Linked DNA regions of Sus scrofa: regions 2, 3 and 4 are each linked to region 1. Evidence: chromatin contacts called from public Hi-C and promoter capture Hi-C data. All regions are on one chromosome and are shown on one strand. The core of a region is the stretch at or near the end of the contact, and the rest is flanking DNA. Distances in the headings are between cores, read along the strand shown. Region 1 holds the start of RAB40C (ras-related protein Rab-40C). Region 2 holds the start of MRPL28 (39S ribosomal protein L28, mitochondrial). Region 3 holds the start of RPUSD1 (RNA pseudouridylate synthase domain-containing protein 1). Region 4 holds the start of DECR2 (peroxisomal 2,4-dienoyl-CoA reductase).

Region 1 (4,584 bases), core at 1,058-3,557:
GGGGACTTGGCTCCCCACCCCACCAGCTGAGGGCTAACAAGACTGCCTGCTGGCTGTTGTTTCGGTGGGTTGTGGATGGATGTGCCATTTCTGTAAATGCTGGGGGCTGGGTCTGCTGTAAGCTGGCATCCATGGTAGAGCCACTCTGTGGATTAAGAATGAGCCCGGTGGCCCTGCCCATCCCTGGCCAGCCTCTGCCCTTGAGTGTCCCAGAGGGCCAGGAGGACACCAGGAGAGCCTCCCTGAAGGCAGGTGAGAGAGGCCCAGGTGCTGGCTCACGAGGTGCTTGGTGCCTGCCCAATAGGAAGCATTCCAGGCACTGCAGAAAAATGAAAAAGCAGGATCCATGTGGGTCGTGGCCACTGGTGGGGGTTTGCCACTCCGTTTCACGCAGGGGTCTGCTCCTGTGAAGACCGCCTGCTCCTGGAGACACGGCCCAGGCCCAGTGACCCCGCGGCAGGAAACGTCTTGCTGCCCTGTTTCTCAGCCATGGAACAGATGTGCCAGCCGAGCCATCCTCAGTGCAGCCCAGAGGCGCAGGGTTTGGCTGCTGTGATGACCTCTGGTGCCCTCTGCCCAGACCTACTTTTTCGGAGCCCACCTCCTGCGCATCTTCTCCCAGCTGCTTCATCTGCTGAGGCCGGGTTGGCCCGGCCTTGTCAGCTTTCTCCTGATTATTCTTAACGGCTTTAGGGAGGCACATCTCCCGTACCATCGATTCACCACAAAGGTGCCACTCAATTCGTTTTTTGTAATGGCTTTACCCCGTAGTACCACAATCATCAGTTTTAGAACATTTTCGTCCCCAAAGAGATGCCGTACCCACGAAGCAGTCACTCACTGCTCTTCCCTCTGCCCCCACCCCCACCCCCGGCCCCGGCAGCCACGCATCTGCTCCCTCCCTGTTTGCTTATTCTGGACTCTGCGCAGAAATGGAGTGTAGCACGTATCTGTCCTTTAGTCCTCTTATGGATGAACACGCATTGTGTGGGTAGACCCGCCTTTTGTTTATCAGTTGATCTGTTGGTGGATATTTGGGTTGTTTCCACTTCTTGGCTATTGTGATTAATGACGCTGTGAACAGTCACGCACAAGCTTTGTTTTTTTTTTTTTTTCTTCTTAGGGCGATACCCACAGCATATGGAGGTTCCCAGGCTAGTGGCTGAATAGGAGCCACAGCAATGCAGGATCTGAGCCATGCCTGTGACCTACACCACAGCTCACGGCAACACCGGATCCTTAACCCACTGAGCAAGGCCAGGGATCGAACCCACAACCTCATGGATCCTAGTCGGATTCTTTTCCGCTGTGCCGCAAGGGGAACTCCTAGAGTGAAATTCTTTATTTTTTAATCCAAAAAAATTTTATGGCCACACCTGTGGCACATGGAAGTTCCTGGGCCAGGGACTGAATCTGAGCCACAGCTGTGAGCTGCAGCAGTGCGGGATCTTTCGCCCATTGTGCCAGTTTGGGGATCAAACCCATTCCTCCCCAGAGACCCAAGCAGCTGCAATCAGATTCTTAACCCCCTGTGGGAACTCCAACAGTGAAATTCATGAGCTTGTTTTTGAGAACTTCTCCCGACTAAATGAAATATGGAATTACTTACTAAGTTGTCCAACCTCCCTGCCAGAGAGCTGTCACCCTACATCCTAGGTGCCACAAGTAATGTTGCCAATCTAATGGGTGAAGAGGGTATATTTTGCTTTACTTTCTATTTTGCAGAATAAAATTGTATCTTCACAACTGTTCACACCTTTTCATAACCTATCCATTCTGTAAACAACCCAAAGTCACTTCCTCCTACAGGCTCCCCCGGACCCTCTTCCTGGGCCCTCCTGGGTGCCCCACCTGGCCTGACCCCGACTCTTCCCAGGGTGGGCGGCTCACAGCCAGTGCTGCCGTCGTCTCTGGGGCTAGAGGACGACATGCAGGCCGACCCCCTTTCTGCAGCGGCCTTGAGAGCCGCGCTGTCACCTGCAAGACTTGCCCAGGGAACGGGGCAGACGCGAGGGGCGGGGACAGAGCTGCGCTGGAGTCCCCGCCTCGCCGCCTGCAACCAAGCCTCACCTCGCTGCCCCTGCGCCCCGACCCAGGTAATTCCAAGTTCCTGCCACCGCCTCATTTCACCGTCCCTACCCTCGCGCCCTGCCTCGTCTCCCCGCCCCTCACCCGCGCCCCCACTCACCACCTTCCCCACAAGAAACCCGGCGCCCGCCCCCACCTCACCATCCCCCGGCCCCGCCCCCGGCGCGGGAACGGAAGTCCCGTCTACCCGGCCGCTCCGAGCGCCGATTGGTGGATCTTGTCTCACTGCGCCCTCGTCACGCCCCCTCCGTGGGGAGGGCGCCTTTCCGGGGGGCCGCACTGTACGCGCCCGGGTCTCTGCGGAAGCTGCGGCCGCAGCTTTCTAGGAGGTTCAGCCCTGCCATAGTCACCCGCGTCACCTCACAACGGGGACCGCCACCGTCCCGCTCAGTCCGCGGAAGTAAGGGGGTGTATGCAAACAACCTGGAGGTCCAAGCTTCTGATTGGTGAGCGTATAGGGGGCAAGATGGGCGGGCTTAGAGGGCCATGAGCGACGTGTAGGTGGTCCAGTAGCTCTGGGAGGATCGGCTGCGGTGGCCAATGGCGAAGCGGAGGGGGCGTGTTAGGGCCCAGGAGCTGCGGGGGCAGTGGGCAGGTTTGCCGGTGAGTCTCGGATGCTCTGCGGGAATCGGCGGGGGGTGGGGGGCGTAATGCTGACGGACAGGCAGGCGGATCAGAGGGTCCCGGAAAGCGAGAGGCGAGGGGCCAATGGCAACAGCGTGAAGGCGGGGCGGGGCGACTGGAGTCTTCGCAGAACTGAGTGGGAAGCGATGGAGGCGGGGCAGCTTTGATGGACGTGCTCACGGGCCAGTGGCCGCGCGGGAGGCGGCGTGCGACGTACAGCAGCAGCGTAGGGGCGGGGCAATGATGGGGAGGAACGACCCGAGGTCTCGCAGCGCTGTATGGGAAGCTGGGGGGGCGGGGGCAGGGGCGCTAGCAGTGCTGACGGATATGCGCAGCGGCCAATGGCCGCGGGAAGGGTGCGGCGGACGACCAATGGTGGCGCGCGGGGCGGGGCGGGGTGGCGGGGCTGCTCGGCGCCGTGCGGGAAGCTGCGGGGCGGCGGCGGCGGCGCTGAGGCGAGGCGAAGGGAAGCGAAGCGGGGGCGGTGGAGCAGGTGCGGGCGGAGCGGCCTTGCCGTCCGCCGGCCTCGCTCACCCGCGCCCGCGCACGCAGGTCGGTCGGAGGCCTCCGCCAGCGGGCTCCGCGGCGCCGTGGGCATGCGGGTGCGGCCCGCGCGCGCGTGAGCGAAGATGGGGACGCAGGGCAGCCCAGTCAAGAGCTACGACTACCTGCTCAAGTTCCTGCTGGTGGGCGACAGCGACGTGGGCAAGGGCGAGATCCTGGAGAGCCTGCAGGACGGCGCAGCCGAGTCTCCGTACGCCTACAGCAACGGTAAGGCCGGCCGGCGGGCCGCCGCGCGCACCTGGCTCCGCCCGGCGACCTGCCGTCCGCCTCGCGTCTCGGGCCGGGGCGGGGGAGCTGCGGCTCGAGCTTGTCGAGGCCCTTCTGGGGCCCGCGGCGTCGTGGGGGCAGAGATCTGGCCGAGGGACTCCTGAGGAAGAAGGGCTTTTTCTTTGGTCGCGGGGCCTCACCAGGTGTGCCAGGTGTGCACAGCTGGGCGTCCTCAAAGCAGGCCGTTGGCTCAAGGCATCCCTTCCTTGGGCTGGACGAAAACGCCCGATCCGGACGGGGTTAAACGTTCTTTCCACGTTTCTGGCCGTGCAGCCAAAACACACAAGAGCTACAGGTCTCTGGCACCAGTGTGAGGTCCTCTCTTTTCTCGCAGTTGACGTGGGTCCCCCGGGGGGCCGTCGGGCTCCTGGAAGGGCCGTCTTTGCGAGGAGTTTTACTCCTTGGAGTCCGGTCTTCCGCCTCCTCTGTAGCTTTGTCGCTCAGAGTCTGGTCAGTCCTGCCTGACTGCTGTGAGCCTTCGCTGCTTGCTGAATTCCTGGGCTCTGGCCGCCAGCGTGTGGCCAGTGCTTCTTGACCCTTTCTCCCCTTAGGACGCGTCAGAGTCGTCGGCTTACCTGGGCCGGCCCTGCGCCCTTCCTGCTAAGCACGGAGCGAGGGGCAGGGGTCTGGAGGGCCCAGCCCACCGGAGCGCTGGGTGGTGTTGTAGGGAGGGCGAGGAAGTGTGAGGCCCCCAAGGGTGTGAGAGGGAGGCCTTGGGGGGCTGAGTCGGTCCCTTGCCCGCCACAGTCAAGCGGTCCTCTGGAGTCAGACGGGGGGTGGGCGCCTGAGCTGCTTTCCCAGAGATGGGGATGCTTTGAAGGGGGGCTGGGCTCCATCAGGGCCTCAGCGGCTTCCCAGGACGAGGACTCCTGGGTCTGAGCTGCCTCCAGCCGGGCGCAGCGAGGCAGCTGGAGCGAGTGGCCCGGCCTCCTGTCCCTGCTCTCGGGGGCAGTGTGCTGCCGCTCTTCTCGTGACGTGTTGAGTCCCGCCCGAGGAGAAGCACGGTGGTCCAGCGGGAGGGCCAGCTGCCAGAAGTGTGCG
Region 2 (4,584 bases), core at 567-3,066, 170 kb before region 1:
CCGCCCTCCTGGCGGGGTCGTCCGGGTGCAGCTGGGGGTCCTGTCGGGCAAGCCGCAGCAGCATCCCCCGCTTCAGGTCCATCCCGAACTTGGAGCACAGGTCCTCCTTGGGGGTCTGGCAGGAGGCTCCACATGGGACCCGGTGCTTCAGGCAGGGTCCCGCCCCCCGCCCCCTTCAGCCTCCACGCCAGCTGCTGGCAGCACCCAGGCCAGCCCAGCACCCGGGGGCCAGAACAGAGAAAGGTCTGAGAGCAGAGGAGGTGAAGCGGGGCGGCTGCCGCAGCGACGGACTCCCACTGGGGCTGTGGGGGTCGGGGGGACAGGGTGCCGATGACATCTCAGTGGGGACCCCGCTGTCCTTGCCTTGAGGATGTAGAAGTCGAAGCCGCAGGCCTGGTCGATGAGGTCCAGGGTGCGCATGGTCACGGTCACGGTGAACCGCTTGTCCAGGATCTCACTGTAGAGCTCGCGCTGGAACAGCTGCGGCTTCCACACCTTCCTCACTCTCTTGGAGAGCTGAGGGAGCAAGAGGCTTGGTGACATCGGGCCGGGGAGCTGCACCTGTCAGCCTCCACTCGGGGGCCTGGCTGCCCAGAGGTCCGCTTCTCCCCCGACCCTGCCGAGGTGGCAGGGTCACACACAACCGTAACTGCAGGGTCCACGGGGTTTCACGGTCCAAACCAGAGCCTAAGGGCCCAAAGGCCAAGGAGACATCAAAGACACAAATCCCCACCCCGAGGGCTCGGCAGCTCCTCCAGGTTCCCCATCAGAGGCAGCAAGGCACTGGGGGCATCAGGGGCGGACTGGGGTGATCTGCCCCCCGGGTTAGTCTCTCGACCATTCTAAAGGGGGCAGGGCAGTGCCAGCCTTGCCGGTGTCAGGATAGGTGGGGGTGAGGGTGAAGCCGACAGGTCTCCTTAGGCCTCGCCCCCCACCCCCTCTCAAGACTCAGGCCTCCTCCCCATCCTGAAAGGAGCTGTGTCCGCCGGGCCGTAAGCCCTCCTCCCGAGCAGAGTCCCCTTCCTCTCCAGGTACCTCCAGACCCCAGCCGGAGCCGGGCGGCAAGGCCCGGGAGGTACCGCGCCAGCCCGTCCTGCTCGCTCACCTTGTCGTTGTTGACGTATCTGTGACCCAGCACCCAGCCCTCGCCGCCCCACAGCCCCAGCTGGGACTCCGGGGGGTAGTGAACCGGAATGGGCACGTCCTCCACGCGCTCCCGCTGCCAGTTCTTGGGGTTGATCTTGAACTTGGCCCCGTGAGGCCTGTAGTGCACGGGAGTGGGCGTCCGCGCCTCCTCCAGGGAGCGCAGGTAGTGCCGGGGCAGGCGGGAATAGATGCCCTCCCACAGCCGGAGCTGCTTCCACAGGCCGACAGGGACCTTGTGCAAGGGCATCGCGGCGAGGCTGGCGGGAGGCAGGGACCGCGGTCACGCGCGGCGGCCGGACGTGGGACAACACCCTCACCCCGGCCCCGCGCGCAAAGCCGCGTGACTCCCACTGCAAGCCAGGATCAGCCGCGCCAGCCTCCGGAGCCCAGGGCCTCGCCGGAAACGGAAGTCGTGCCGCGGCACCCTGCTCTCCAACCGCCGCTGATTGGCTGCAAGCCAGTCCGTCTACCCAGCTCGTCCCGCCCCCTCTTTGGTCCTTAGGGACCGTGGAAAACTTCCTGCAGAGATGGTGGCAGCCCCAGGGATCGTCGGCAAGTGTGGGGCCGGCAAGAATGGGCCCGTTTCCAGAGGCTTGGCCACCTTCCCTCCTCCCAGAACGAGCGCAGAAAGCAATGCAAAGACTCTTTTTACCTTGAAACATCAGTGTAGAATATTAAATTCATCAATCACAGTGAAATCAGAGCTACAGAAAAATGTCTTCAATGTCTGAAAAAATCCCCCCCCGAAATACCTTATATAAATATTTCCCCATTACAAGCCTGGAGAATGCTACGGTGGCCAAGTGCTGGGTAACTGCGGGTGTGGGAAGCCTCCCGGGAGGCCATATCCTGGATGGGACTCGGAAGGCAAGATGCCAGGTCCAGAGGTGAGAGGGCTGCGGGCCCCCACCCACCCTGGGCTCAGCACCCTCACACTGACAGTGGCCCCCCGCAGCCTACCTTAGGGAGGGCCTCCTGGGGTGGTCAGCAGCCCTTACCCTGCTTTCACCACGAGAGAGGTTAGGCCAGGTCCCCAGGAGCCCCCTCTGCAGACACGTGTTTGAGCGAGGTCAGGGTGGCCGCCGTCCCCTTCTCTTCTCAAGGAGATGCTCACTAGACAAGGGCCCAGGAACCCAGAGGGCAGTGGGGTAGAGTTGGGACAAGGTGTGCCCTGGGAGCCCAGCACTCCCAGAGCATCTTGGAGCCTCCTCTCCACGAAGGCCTCCCAGTTTTGGAGCCAACGTGAAGGGGTAGGGGTGGCCAGCCAGCCAGAAGCCAGCCTTCCCCATGCCCTCGTGGCAGCTAGCCCTTAGGCCACCCAGTGCCATCAGCTCCCTTGGCACGATCGCCCCTTCCCGTGGCAAATGCATCAGCAGGGGGCATCCTGCTGGGGCACAAGGGGTCAAGGAGCCACGCGGCGGCACAGCTACCAGCCTAAGTGCCAGAGCACAGCCTCACACAGGAACAGGGCGACACAGCCATCTTACTCTACGTTTCCCTCCAACCATCTCCAGGCCAGCAGACCACAGGGGCTTCCCCACTTGGTACCTGTGGTCTCCAGGCAGCCAGGGCCAGGCCTCAGGAGCCACTGCAGACACCCGCTGGGCCCTGCAGAGGGACCGGGTAGCTGGCAGCCAGTAGGCATAAGGGAGCTGGGGGTGTGGCCTTGCCTCCGGAGGAGGAGGAAGTGAGAGCACAGCAGTGCAATTTTATTCGGCTGGAAATCCATCTGGACAGGGTACCTCTCCCCTGGTCCTGCCCCTGGCCGGAGAAATCATCAAAGCCGCAGGTGTCCCCAAGCGGGCCACGTCATGTCACTGTGTACAGCTCTTCCTGGCGGTTCCTGCAGATATCATAGTGGCAGGTGAGCTTCTGGGAGCAGGCCCAGGGCTCGGTGTGTTGGTCCCTTGGTGGCAGCAGGAACGCAGCGCTGCCAGCCAGCAGCATGTGCCAGATGCTGTGGGTGTAGTAATAGTTGTCGCTGGTCATCATGGCGGTGTAGATGGCAATGGCCACAGAGGCCATGGCGATGCCAGGCAGGAGGTAGAAGACCCAGCGCTGCCAGGAGGGCGGGTAGCAGCGGCGTCGGCGCCCGCAGCGGTACACCTGGAGGAAAGCACTTGCGTGTCGGCGCAGGGGCTGCAACCAGGGCTGCCAAGGGCTCGCCCAGGTCTGGGAGCGTGGGCTGCTTGGTGGGGGTTCAAGCGCACAAAGACCTGAGGGTCCCCAGGCCTCAGGCATGAAACCACAGGGGGCCCTCCGCAGATGCAGAGGGTTCGGGCCCAGGACCCGGACCATGGCCCGAAGGCGGGACCAGGCCCTGTCCTCCTCTATGGATCATGTATCCCGATTGCCAGGGCACGGCGTCTGGGCGGCACCACAGCCCTGCCCCAGCCACTTACCCACATGGTGACCATAACCACGATGGCAAAGAGGCACGGCCCCAGCATGTTCCAGGCGGCCCTGCGGTCCAGCTGCAAGGACATGGCGAAGACCAGGGTGCCCAGGAGAAACAGAACCTGGGTGACACAAAGGGAAGGCCGCAAGGTTGTGGGAGCCAGGCGGACGGCACACGGCTCAGCGGGAGCAGGTGGAGTGGCCCTGCCGCCATCCCACTGCCCCCGTGCCCAGCTGGCAGAGCAGGCGAAGTCTGCCCCTCCCCAAGCCCCCGCATGGCTGGGATCCATCCATCCCCCAAGGCTGTCCACAGGCGAATTTCTGTCTGAGGCACGACCTTGGCAGGCAGGGCACCAGGACACGCGTTTCCATCAGGCTGGCCCAGCTACAGCGGAAATGCCCCCAAAGGGTCCTCGGCCTCAGGGACTCCGACGGCACAGCTGGGGGCTTCTCAGGGAGGCAGGCCCAGGGCTGGAGGCCAGGCCTTCTTTCTTTTCTTTTTTGCTTTTTAGGGTGGCATCCGCAGCATGTGGAAGTTCCCAGGCCAGGGATCACTGGATCCGAGCTGTGTCTATGACCTATACCATAGCTCACGGCAATGCTGGGTCTTTCAACCCACTGAGTGAGGCCAGGGATCGAACCCACATCCTCACGGATACTAGCTGGGTTCATTACCACTGAGCCACAACGGGAACTCCGAAGAGGGTTTTTTGTTTTGACTGCAGTGTGCAGTGGCTTAACGCAGGATCTCGGTCCCCAGACGAGGATTAAAGCTGGGCTGCAACGGTGAAAGCATCGAATCCTAACCACTAGACCACCAGGGAACTCCCCAGGCCTCCTCTGTGAATGGGCCTTGCCTGTCTCACCTTTCCCTTCCTGGCATCCTCCAGGCAGCCAGCACGGTTCCCAGAGGCAGCCTCCACCCATAAGGACTGGTCAAAACCAGAGGCTTCTCAGGGCAGCAGCTGAACCCCCTTTCAGTCTCCCCCTCCACATGCTGTGCACAGGGGGCCGCCGCTCCCCCAGAGCCAGAAGGTCAGG
Region 3 (4,584 bases), core at 523-3,022, 150 kb after region 1:
AGATGCTGGGCGACACCAGCCAGGTTCTTTTCCTGTACGAGGGGGATGCTTCAGTGCTCTGCGTGAGAAGATGCCCGGGGCAAGAACTATCAGCAGGGCAAGGAGCCGGACAGCTGCCTGGCCCCTGCCCTGGACGCACCTGTGAGAGGCTGCAGCAGTACTTTGGAGACAGGATCACCTCCGTACAGCCCGTGTTCCAGGACTACCAGCTCTGTGAGGCTTGGTTTGGGGTTCTCACAGCCTAGGGGGAGCAAGGCAAGCTCCGAATCGGTTGGGCCAGCTCCGAGGGCGAGTCCACCCCAGCCCAGGCCACCCGCCTGGGTTGCCCCAGCCCATGCAAGGTCCCTGTGTCCCTGGCCCCCGTCCCCGGCCCCTCTGCACCTTGTGTGCCCTCAATGCACATGGTGTGGGTCCGGCCTTCTGTGCTGTTCTTGCCGATGGCATAGCTGATGGTCACCCGGCTCTCCTGGATGTGCCCCCGCACCTGCCAGGCAGGAAGTCACATGTTGCTAAAGGGGCCACCCGCCACTGCTGGGGAGCCCGGCTGACAGTCAGAGCCTGTGACAGCGGACGGAGAGTTGGAGTCCTCTGCCCCAGCGGCCAGCTGAGCCTTACCAGCGCCAGATAAGCCTTGGTGACCCGCCGGTCCTTGAAGCACCTGTAGGCACTGCCTGCGGCCGCCTTGTTCAGGGCCACACAGAGCGCCCCACTGGTGGAGAAGTCCAGCTGGTGGCAGAACCTGGCGTAGGGCAGAGGGTCAGCGGTGGCTGGGCTGGGGGTTGCTTCCTCCCCACAGAGGCTGCTGTGGGTACCTGTGCCCCATTCCTGCACACCTGAACCCGTAGCAGGTGTCAGGGTCAGCCAGCTCTGGGAAGCGGTGCCGCAGCTGCTTCTGGAGGGTCAGCGTCTCCCTCCAAGCCTTGCTGTCGATGCGCACGTCCCAGTGCTTGTTCACCACCAGGAAGTCATGGCTCCTGTATACAACGCACAGGTTCTCCACGCTGCCTGGCTCCATGGTGGTGCCTGCAACACGGAAGTGCGTGGAGTGGGGTTCCTGGGTGCCCACGTCAGAGTTCTGCTCACCTGGCATGGACACCCTGGCTCCCCGGGGTCCTGGGTCTGAAACTGTGGAAGCTATCTGTCAGGCAAGCTCGTAGACCTACTGGGCGCCTGCACCCTCACCCCTGAGTCAAGTAGCAGAGTATCTACCAGCTTGGGGGGGGGGTGGGGGCGGGGGGTGTGCCTGGCCAGTTGCTCTGGGCTCGCCTGGGGCCGTCCTGCCCAAGGACCTGGGCCTGGGGAGAAGCAATCTTGCTTTCCACCCTGCCTCCTGGAGCCCTTCCCAGAGAGGCTCCGGCCGCGCGACAGGGGCCTTTTTCCGAGTGAGGCTGGGTTCAGGGCAGAGAATAGTGCCTCCATTGCCCACGTAGACACCCCCTGCTCTGCCTCCGCTCCGTGGAACCCCAGCCTCCCGCGTCCGATGGGCACAGGCCGAGGGGTGCTTGTCGGACTTCGGCTGTGAGCCCCTCGCGCCCCGGCCCACTCCAGAACCGACCTGCAGCTCGGCTGCGCCGTCCAGGACCCCGATGCCTCCGACCGGCCCTGGCTCCTGCCCTCGAGTCTCCACGCCTTGTGGCCTAGGGGCACCGGAACTGCCGTGGCGACCGCAGAGCTAAACCTCTCAGGGCTGGGCCTGCGCGCCCCCGTCCCCGCCCACGCATAGATTGGCGGCCCTGCTGACCAATGGAGAGCGCCTAGGATCCACCGCTCCAGTCTCAGCGCACAGACTCTGGCCCGCCCAGCCTGCCCGAGCAGCCCCGCCCCCGCCCCACCCCGCCCCCGCCCACTGACCAATGGCGTGAGCCGCCGGGCACGCCTGCCATTGATTGGCGGCGCCGGGACGTTCCGGGCGTGGGCTGCGCGCGCGGCGCGGGAGGTTCGGAGCCAGTGGCTGGCGGGCCATGGAGGACTACGAGCGGGAGCTGTACGGTGTAGAGGATGATGACTTCGACAGCCAGTTCGCAGCTGAGCTGGAGGTGCTGGCGGAGCTGGAAGGTGGGTGCGAGCTCGTCCCGGGTAGTTCGGGAGGATCCCGGCTTGCCCGGGGCGTTCGGGAGGGCTGCTGGGAGGGGAGGGGAAGCGCCAAGGCCGGGAGGCAGGAACCGCCTTTAGAGAGAGCTCGGCGCTGCAGCGCCGCGCACCGCAGAAGCTGTGGCTGTGCTGTTTGTGCCGACGGGCTGCCCTGAGCGGCTGCAGTGAGTCTTCTCTCCGCAGGAACAGCCGCCCTGACACCTTCCAGGAGCCTCCGGCCTGCCCCCACCATGGGCCGGCCCCGCCTGACGTTCGAGGAGGCCATTGCTGGAGGGGACGCTGCCACTCACTGTTCTCCAGGCAGACCTCCAAAAGGCGGTAGTGGCGGTGCCAAGAAGAGGCAGCTGACGGCTGACATCCAGGGGACCATATCCCTGCCTCCTAGTACGTTTGCAGGGGTTCAAAGCTGTAGGGGTGGGATGTGAGGCCGGGGAAGGACCGCTGTTTCTCCCCAGCCCCTAGGATCAAACGGTCCAGGCTGGAGGCCGCCAGGAGGCTGAACTTCAGGCCCGACGAAATGGAAGATCTGCTGCCTCCTGATTCCCCCACTCGGGACATCATTCTGCCACCGAGTCCTGAGGTCCCCGCTGAGCTGTGGGGCAGCGGGTGTGTGGCCTAGGGCACAGGTTTCCTGGGGGGACCTTGGAAGGATCCTGTTCCTGGGACAAAGATCCCAAGGGCTCTGTGCCTTTGGGAGGGCTGGGTAACCGAGGGTGGATCTCGAGATGGCCCTGGTCCCTTCCCAGACCCTCGGACACTGGGGCTGAGGAGGGCTGCACCGGAGCCTCGCCAGCCGCCCGCAATCCTGTCCTGAGGCGGCCCCCTGTGTTGGAGGACTACATCAACGTCACCTCCACGGGCGGCGACCGTGCTTTTCTGGTGCTGAGGGATGACCCAGTGGGCACTGGGGTGCAGGTGGGTTCTGTGCAGCCACAAGCAGGGGCCTGCACAGCCTATCCTGAATCTGACCACGAGGACCCCTCAGGAGGACCACCTGGCCTCTGGTCTCTAGGGGATGCTTGGGAGCGCCACCTTCTCCCTTCTCTCCCCACCCTTCTCCTCTTCCCTCCTTCTCTCCTCTTCTCTTTCCTGCTCCTCTTTTTTCTCCCCCTCCCTCTGCTGCCTCCTCCTCATCCTGCCTTTTTCTTCTCCTTTTTCTTCCTTTCTCTCTTGTTCTCTCTTTTTTTTTTCTCTCTCTTTCCTTTTTTTCTTTTAGGCTACTCTTCTTTCCCTCCTCCTCCCTCTCCCTCCTCCCTCCCCCTCTCTCCTCCCTCCCCCACTTCCCTCTCCCTCCTGCCTCCTCTCTCTCCCTCCTGCCTCCTCCCTCTCCCCCTCCCTCTCCCCCTCTCCCCCTCCCTCTCCCACTTCCCTCTCCCTCCTCCCTCTCTCTCTCCCTCCTCCCTCTCTCTCCCTCCTCCCTCTCTCTCTCTCCCTCCTCCCTCCTCCTTCTCCCTCCCCCCGCCCTCCTCCCTCCCCCACTTCCTCCTCCCTCTCTCTCTCCCTCCTCCCTCCCCCCTCCTTCTCCCTCCCCCCACCCTCCTCCCTCCCCCACTTCCCTCTCCCTCCTCCCTCCTCTCTCTCCCTCCTCCCTCCCTTTTCTCCTCCTCCTCCTTCTCCCCCCTCCCTCTCCCACTTCCCCCTCCCTCCTCCCTCCTCTCTCTCTCTCCTGCCTCCTCCCTCTCCTCCCTCCCTCTCTCCCTCACTCCTCCTTCCTCCCTTCTCACTCTCCCTCCTCCTCCTCCTTTCTTCTCCCTTCTCTCTCCTGCTTCCTTCCTCCTTCTTTTTCCCTCACTCTTTTCTCTCTCCTCGCTCCTTCTCCTCCTTCTCCCTCCTTCCTTTTTCTTCTTTTTTTGCCTTTCTCCTTCTGCTCCCTCGGTTTTGGACCTGCCGCTATCCCAGTAGAGTCGGGGTTTCTCCGCTTGGGGTCCCTGGGAGAGGGGGTTCCTCATGAGCCGCTGAGCTAGGGAATGCCACCTGGGCTCCTGAGCACTGTTGGGAGGGATGCTGTGGGAACCCCATAACCTAAGGGGGGGTGACCGTTGCCCTCCTTTCCCCACAGAGCCCTTTCCTTGACATCCGGTGGCGTGGCCATGGCCATGGCCCGCTGGACCTGCTGGGCGTGTCCTTCACCTCCCTGAAGGAGAAAGTCGACAGCGAGGTGGTGTCTGCTGGGGTTTGCTGGGTGGGGAGAGGCAGCTCGGGGGTGACTGGCGGGTGGAGCCGTCCTGATCCCAACTCCACTGTGTGCACAGCGGCGGCAGCGCCTGTTGAAGGAGGCCCAGCAGCTCTCCGACACTCTGTGCAGGTGATGCGGGGGGGCCTCCACCCCTGGGGTTCTGGCCAGTGCTTGGGCTGCCTGCCCCCCCAAGCCTGTATCCCGCAGCGGGGTGCTATCCCTGCCTGGGGTTAAGGCCCGGTGGCTCAGGGCACGTTGCTGTCTAGTCTCAGGGCGGAGAAGGTGGAGGAGGAGGCCCAGCCCACGGGGGCCCCTGC
Region 4 (4,584 bases), core at 551-3,050, 140 kb before region 1:
AAGCCACATCTTCGACCTACACTGCAGCTTGCAGCAATGCCCTAACCTTAACCCACTGAGGGAACCTGCATCCCCATGGATACCAGTCAGGTTCTTAACCCGCTAAGCCACAGCGGGACTTTCAGGACCAAATCCCTTTGGTACCACAGTGCCAGACAAGCTTCGAGGTCTCCTGAAATGTTGGTAGCATGACCTCTTTTCCCCCCAAAGTGGGGACATCAAAATGTGCTGTGCTTTGTGTACGGAATGCTCATTATGGCCTCTCCTGTCGCTGAGGGAGAGATGAGGCGTTAAGACCAAGTGGTGGGCAGTGTGAAAGTAGAAAGGAAGCTTCCCATCTGGCACCCTAGGAGGGCATCAGTGACCCTGTCGAGTGTATGAGATTGGCAGAGCTCCAGGGACCTGTCTGAAATCTGGGGAACCCGAGACGAGTCCTGGAGCTATGGACAGGATGGGGGGGTAGCAGGAAGGGGAAGGCAGGGGGCTGAGGCAGAAAGCCTGGTGACTGCAGTGACACTACACATGTCGCTCACACTTCATCCCCAGCTGTGTCCCCGATCACCTGTCACAGTGACACTGCACATCATTATACCTGCCAGGCCAGAGCCGTAGTTCACTTCTCACAACTTCATTGGCATTTGTTGCTCCTAGCTTGAGAACAGATCCAAGCTACAGCTGCAAGCCACTGCACCAACCCACTGGGTCTGCCTGCGTATTGAACCTGCATCCCAGTGTTGCAGAGACACGGCCAATCCCCTTGCCCCACAGCAAGGAAACTCCAGTATCCTGAAGTTTGTTTGTTTTTGCTTTGTTTGTGGGGGTGATGCACCCTCGACATGTGGAAGTACCCAGGCTAGGAGTCAAATCAGATCTACAGCTGCTGGCTTGTGCCACAGCCACAAGGGATCCGAACCGTGTCTGCGACCTACACCACAGCCTGTGGCAACGCCAGATCGCTGACCCACTGAGCAAGCCCAGGGATGGAACCCACATCCCCATGGATACTAGTCAGATTTGTTTTGTTCCCACTGTGCCCTGATGGGAACTCCCAACTCCAGTGTCCTGACCTTTCTTTTTTCTTTTTAGGGCACAACCCGAGGCATATGGAGGTTCCCAGGCTAGGGATCAAATCAGAGCTACAGCTGTGGGCCTGCGCCACAGCAAGGCAGGATCAGAGTCATATGGGCGACCTACACCACAGGGCAACACCAGATCCTTAACTCACTGCGCGAGGCCGGGCACCGAACCCACAATCTCATGGTTACTAGTCCAATTCGCTTCCATTTGCCACCTCAGGAACTCCCTGACCTTCACTGGCCACAAAGGGTCATGTTGGGAGCTGCCTATGGGGCTAGTCACTGCAGGGAACGGCCTTCCAGATTTCATGGCTCTAGTCCCCTTCCGTCTTTTCCTGTGTCACTTTTATGCGAGGAGGGGCGCGTCCAGGACGAAAGAGCTTTTAAACGTGGGGCGTGCTTAGATCAGGTGTCTTAAAAGCACAGCGAGGCCAAAGTCCAGGAACCAACGGTCTGTTTCTGCGTCCAGCTGGCTCCGCCCCAGGCACCGAGTCCTCCCGGTCTAATAAGAGCCCCCCCACCCGCCGCCTCACCCAGACCCCGCCCTGAGACCTGGCCGGCTGCACTGCGCCTGCTCAGGAGCCGGGACCGACTTTCAATCCCAGCAGGCTGTGCGGTCGCGGCGTGGGGGAGCGTGCCAGGCGGTATGGGGGCGGGGCTCCTGAGGAGTGGGCGGGGCCTTTAAAGGAGGCGCGCGGGGTGGGCGGGCAACGGGGCGGGGCTTCCTTGGAATCGGGCTGGGCGAGACTGATTGGACGGGCCGCTGAGGTGTGCGCCCGCAGATGTCTGCGCGTCTCCGGGGGCAGAGCGTGCCATCCAGATCCTCCCAGTCCGCGCTCTTCGCTGTCCAGGCCACAGCGATCGCCATGACCCACCTACCGCCCGACGTTGCAGAGGACGACTGTCTGCCGGAGTATCGCCACCTGTTTTGCCCGGACTTGCTTCAGTGAGGGCCGCATCAGGGGCGCCCCAGGGAGCGGGGCAGGGGTCCGCGGGCGCCTGGGGTGCGGGCGGCAGGGTACTGCGGTTTTCCTGGGACGTGTGAGGATCCCATGTCTTGCAACCAGACTATCCACATGTCTGGGTGCCCGGTAGTTAGATGCAGGTGCTAGTGTTCTGGTCTTTGGAATCTGCAGCACATTCTGTTTGTCTTGGCCGGTGGTGGGTATTTACTGGTAATCCTGAGAGTGTGCAGCGCGACCAAACCAAACGTGGGGAGAAGGAAGAATTTGTTACTTGGGGAAGTTTTGGAGTTCCTGTTCTGGCCCAGCCGTAAGCGTCCAACTATTATCCATGAGGACCCAGATTTGATCCCTGGCCTTGCCCAATGGGTTAAAGATCTGGCGTCGCAGTGAGCTGTGGTGTAGGTCACAGAGGCCGTTCGGATTCCAGGTGGCTGTGGCAGGGACAGGCAGCTACAGCTCGGATCTGACCCTAGCCTGGAAACTTCCTTGTACGTCAGGTGCGGCCCTAAAAGGACAAAAAAAAAAAAAAGAAAAAAGAAAGAAGGAGTTGGGTCAATTTTAATCTAAGTGTACATGTTACTTCATGAAGGCGCTTGGCTGGTTGACAGAGTCCAAACTTTAGGTGACTGAAGTCAGGAGAATCAGAAAAGGTTACTTTTTTTTTTTTTCTGTTATTTCTTGGGCCGCTCCCGCGGCATATGGAGATTCCCAGGCTAGGGGTCCAATCGGAGCCGCAGCCACCGGCCTACACCAGAGCCACAGCAACGAGGGATCCGAGCCGCGTCTGCAACCTACACCACAGCTCACGGCAACGCCGGATCGTTAACCCACTGAGCAAGGGCAGGGACCGAACCCGCAACCTCATGGTTCCTAGTCAGATTTGTTAACCACTGTGCCACGACGGGAACTCCAGAAAAGGTTACTTTATCAGCTTTTTGGTTCCAATTGACTGAGTGGTTGAGTGCTTCAGGCTAATCTTGATCTTTGGTGTTGCTACTTAATCTGACAACAGTTTCTGTATTCTTTTTTTCTTTAGCCGTACCCATGGAATATGGAAGTTCCCAGGCTAGGGGTTAAATCAGACCTTCAGCTGCCTGCCTATGGCACAGCCACAGCAACACTGGATCGGGAGCCTCGTCTGCCAACTACACTGAAGCTCACGGCAGTGTGGGATCCTTAACCCACTGAGTGAGGCCAGGAATCCAACCCACATTCTCTTGGCTCCTAGTTGGCTTGGTTAACAGCTGAGCCACGAAAGGAACTCCTAACGCCAATCTTTAACCCACTGAACAAAGCCAGGGAGTGAACCTGGGTCCTCATGGATACTGGTTGGATTTGTTTCCACTGTGCCAAGACGGGAACTCCCAGTTTCTGGAATTTCTTTTTTTTTTTTTTTTTTTTTTGCTTTTTAGGGCTGCACCTGCGGCATATGGAGGGGTCCAGGCTAGGGGTCTAATCAGAGTATAGCTGCTGGCCTACACCACAGCCACAACAACAAGGGATCCCAACCGAATCTGTGACCTACACCACTCCCACAGCAATGTCAGATCCTTGACCCACTGAACGAGGCCAGGGATCGAACCCACAACCTCGTTCCTAGTAAGATTCGTTTCCGCTGTGCCACCACGGGAACTCTTGGATTCTTTTTTTTTTTGTCTTTTTGCCTTTTCTAGGGCCACTCCCGTGGCATATGGAGGTTTCCAGATGAGGGGTTGAATCAGAGCTGTAGCCACCGGCCTACGCCACAGCCACAGCAACACGGGATCCGAGCAGTGTCTGTGATCTACACTGCAGCTCACGGCAACACCAGATCCTTAACCCACTGAGCAAGGCCAGGGATCGAACCTGCAACCTCATGATTCCTAGTCGGATTCGTTAACCACTGAGCCACGATGGGAACTCCAACTCTTGGATTCTTTTGGGACCTATTCAAAGACAAGCACTGTGGCCAGGCTTAGATCACCAACTGGCTTAGGCCAGAAATGGCTCCTCTTATGTCAAGAAAGCCATGCCTGGTTCACTTTCCCCCAGGGACTGCCACGTCCAGCGCTGCAGGGCAGCGGGAGATCCCGGAAGAGGGATGGCGCGGCATAATAAAACACACAAGACTCTTTTACATCTAGAGGGGGGGGGGGACCAGGAAGCCCTCTGTTCCGCAGAACACAGGTGCCTAGGCTTAGCCCACATGACTTATTGGGGAAGGTGATGTAGGTTCATGAGCAAAATCAGGGGCAGGTGGTGAGAAAGGGCCCTCTTAGTGGCTGTGCTCTTGCACGTAGGCCAAGTTTTTTTTTTTTTTTTTTTTTTTTTTTTTTTTTTTTTGTCTTTTTGCTATTTCTTGGGCCGCTCCTGCGGCATATGGAGGTTCCCCGGCTAGGGGTCGAATCGGAGCTGTAGCTGACAGCCTATGCCAGAGCCACAGCCACGCGGGATCCGAGCCGCGTCTGCGACCTACACCACAGCTCACGGCAACGCCGGAACCTTGACCCACTGAGCAAGGGCAGGGATCGAACCCTCAACCTCATGGTTCCTAGTCGGATTCG

What was found. Promoter capture Hi-C pulls out the DNA fragments that hold promoters and counts their contacts. Hi-C and Micro-C count contacts between places; a contact is called where the count stands out from the background.
Region 2: a Hi-C map of liver shows a contact between it and region 1, with 3 times the contacts expected there. The contact joins the promoter of MRPL28 here to the promoter of RAB40C in region 1. A contact is called at or near these places in 3 of 5 promoter capture datasets (fetal liver, fetal skeletal muscle and liver) and 1 of 47 Hi-C or Micro-C datasets (liver).
Region 3: a Hi-C map of liver shows a contact between it and region 1, with 4 times the contacts expected there. The contact joins the promoter of RPUSD1 here to the promoter of RAB40C in region 1. A contact is called at or near these places in 1 of 5 promoter capture datasets (liver) and 2 of 47 Hi-C or Micro-C datasets (liver and skeletal muscle).
Region 4: a promoter capture Hi-C map of liver shows a contact between it and region 1, with 4 times the contacts expected there. The contact joins the promoter of DECR2 here to the promoter of RAB40C in region 1. A contact is called at or near these places in 1 of 5 promoter capture datasets (liver), 3 of 47 Hi-C or Micro-C datasets (heart right ventricle, liver and skeletal muscle) and 1 of 2 datasets of contacts at active chromatin or transcription factors (alveolar macrophages).

What each region holds. Positions count from the first base shown.
Region 1 is chr3:41,157,824-41,162,407 of Sscrofa11.1, reverse strand. RAB40C (ras-related protein Rab-40C) reads left to right here and starts at 2,307. Exons shown (of 6, transcript XM_021086911.1): 1 at 2,307-2,534. The coding sequence starts at 2,501.
Region 2 is chr3:41,327,644-41,332,227 of Sscrofa11.1, reverse strand. It overlaps MRPL28 (39S ribosomal protein L28, mitochondrial), which reads right to left and starts at 1,816. Exons shown (of 5, transcript XM_005655127.3): 1 at 1,106-1,816; 2 at 364-516; 3 at 1-115. The coding sequence starts at 1,393. It overlaps TMEM8A (transmembrane protein 8A), which reads right to left. Exons shown (of 12, transcript XR_002342470.1): 9 at 3,881-4,584; 10 at 3,549-3,665; 11 at 2,145-3,252; 12 at 1,798-1,873.
Region 3 is chr3:41,006,910-41,011,493 of Sscrofa11.1, reverse strand. It overlaps RPUSD1 (RNA pseudouridylate synthase domain-containing protein 1), which reads right to left and starts at 1,772. Exons shown (of 6, transcript XM_005662236.3): 1 at 1,556-1,772; 2 at 813-1,023; 3 at 616-739; 4 at 382-484; 5 at 140-241. The coding sequence starts at 1,015. CHTF18 (chromosome transmission fidelity protein 18 homolog) reads left to right here and starts at 1,906. Exons shown (of 22, transcript XM_021086879.1): 1 at 1,906-2,055; 2 at 2,275-2,475; 3 at 2,547-2,697; 4 at 2,838-3,006; 5 at 4,151-4,249; 6 at 4,344-4,396; 7 at 4,534-4,584. The coding sequence starts at 1,962.
Region 4 is chr3:41,301,260-41,305,843 of Sscrofa11.1, reverse strand. DECR2 (peroxisomal 2,4-dienoyl-CoA reductase) reads left to right here and starts at 1,800. Exons shown (of 8, transcript XM_005655126.3): 1 at 1,800-2,022. The coding sequence starts at 1,859.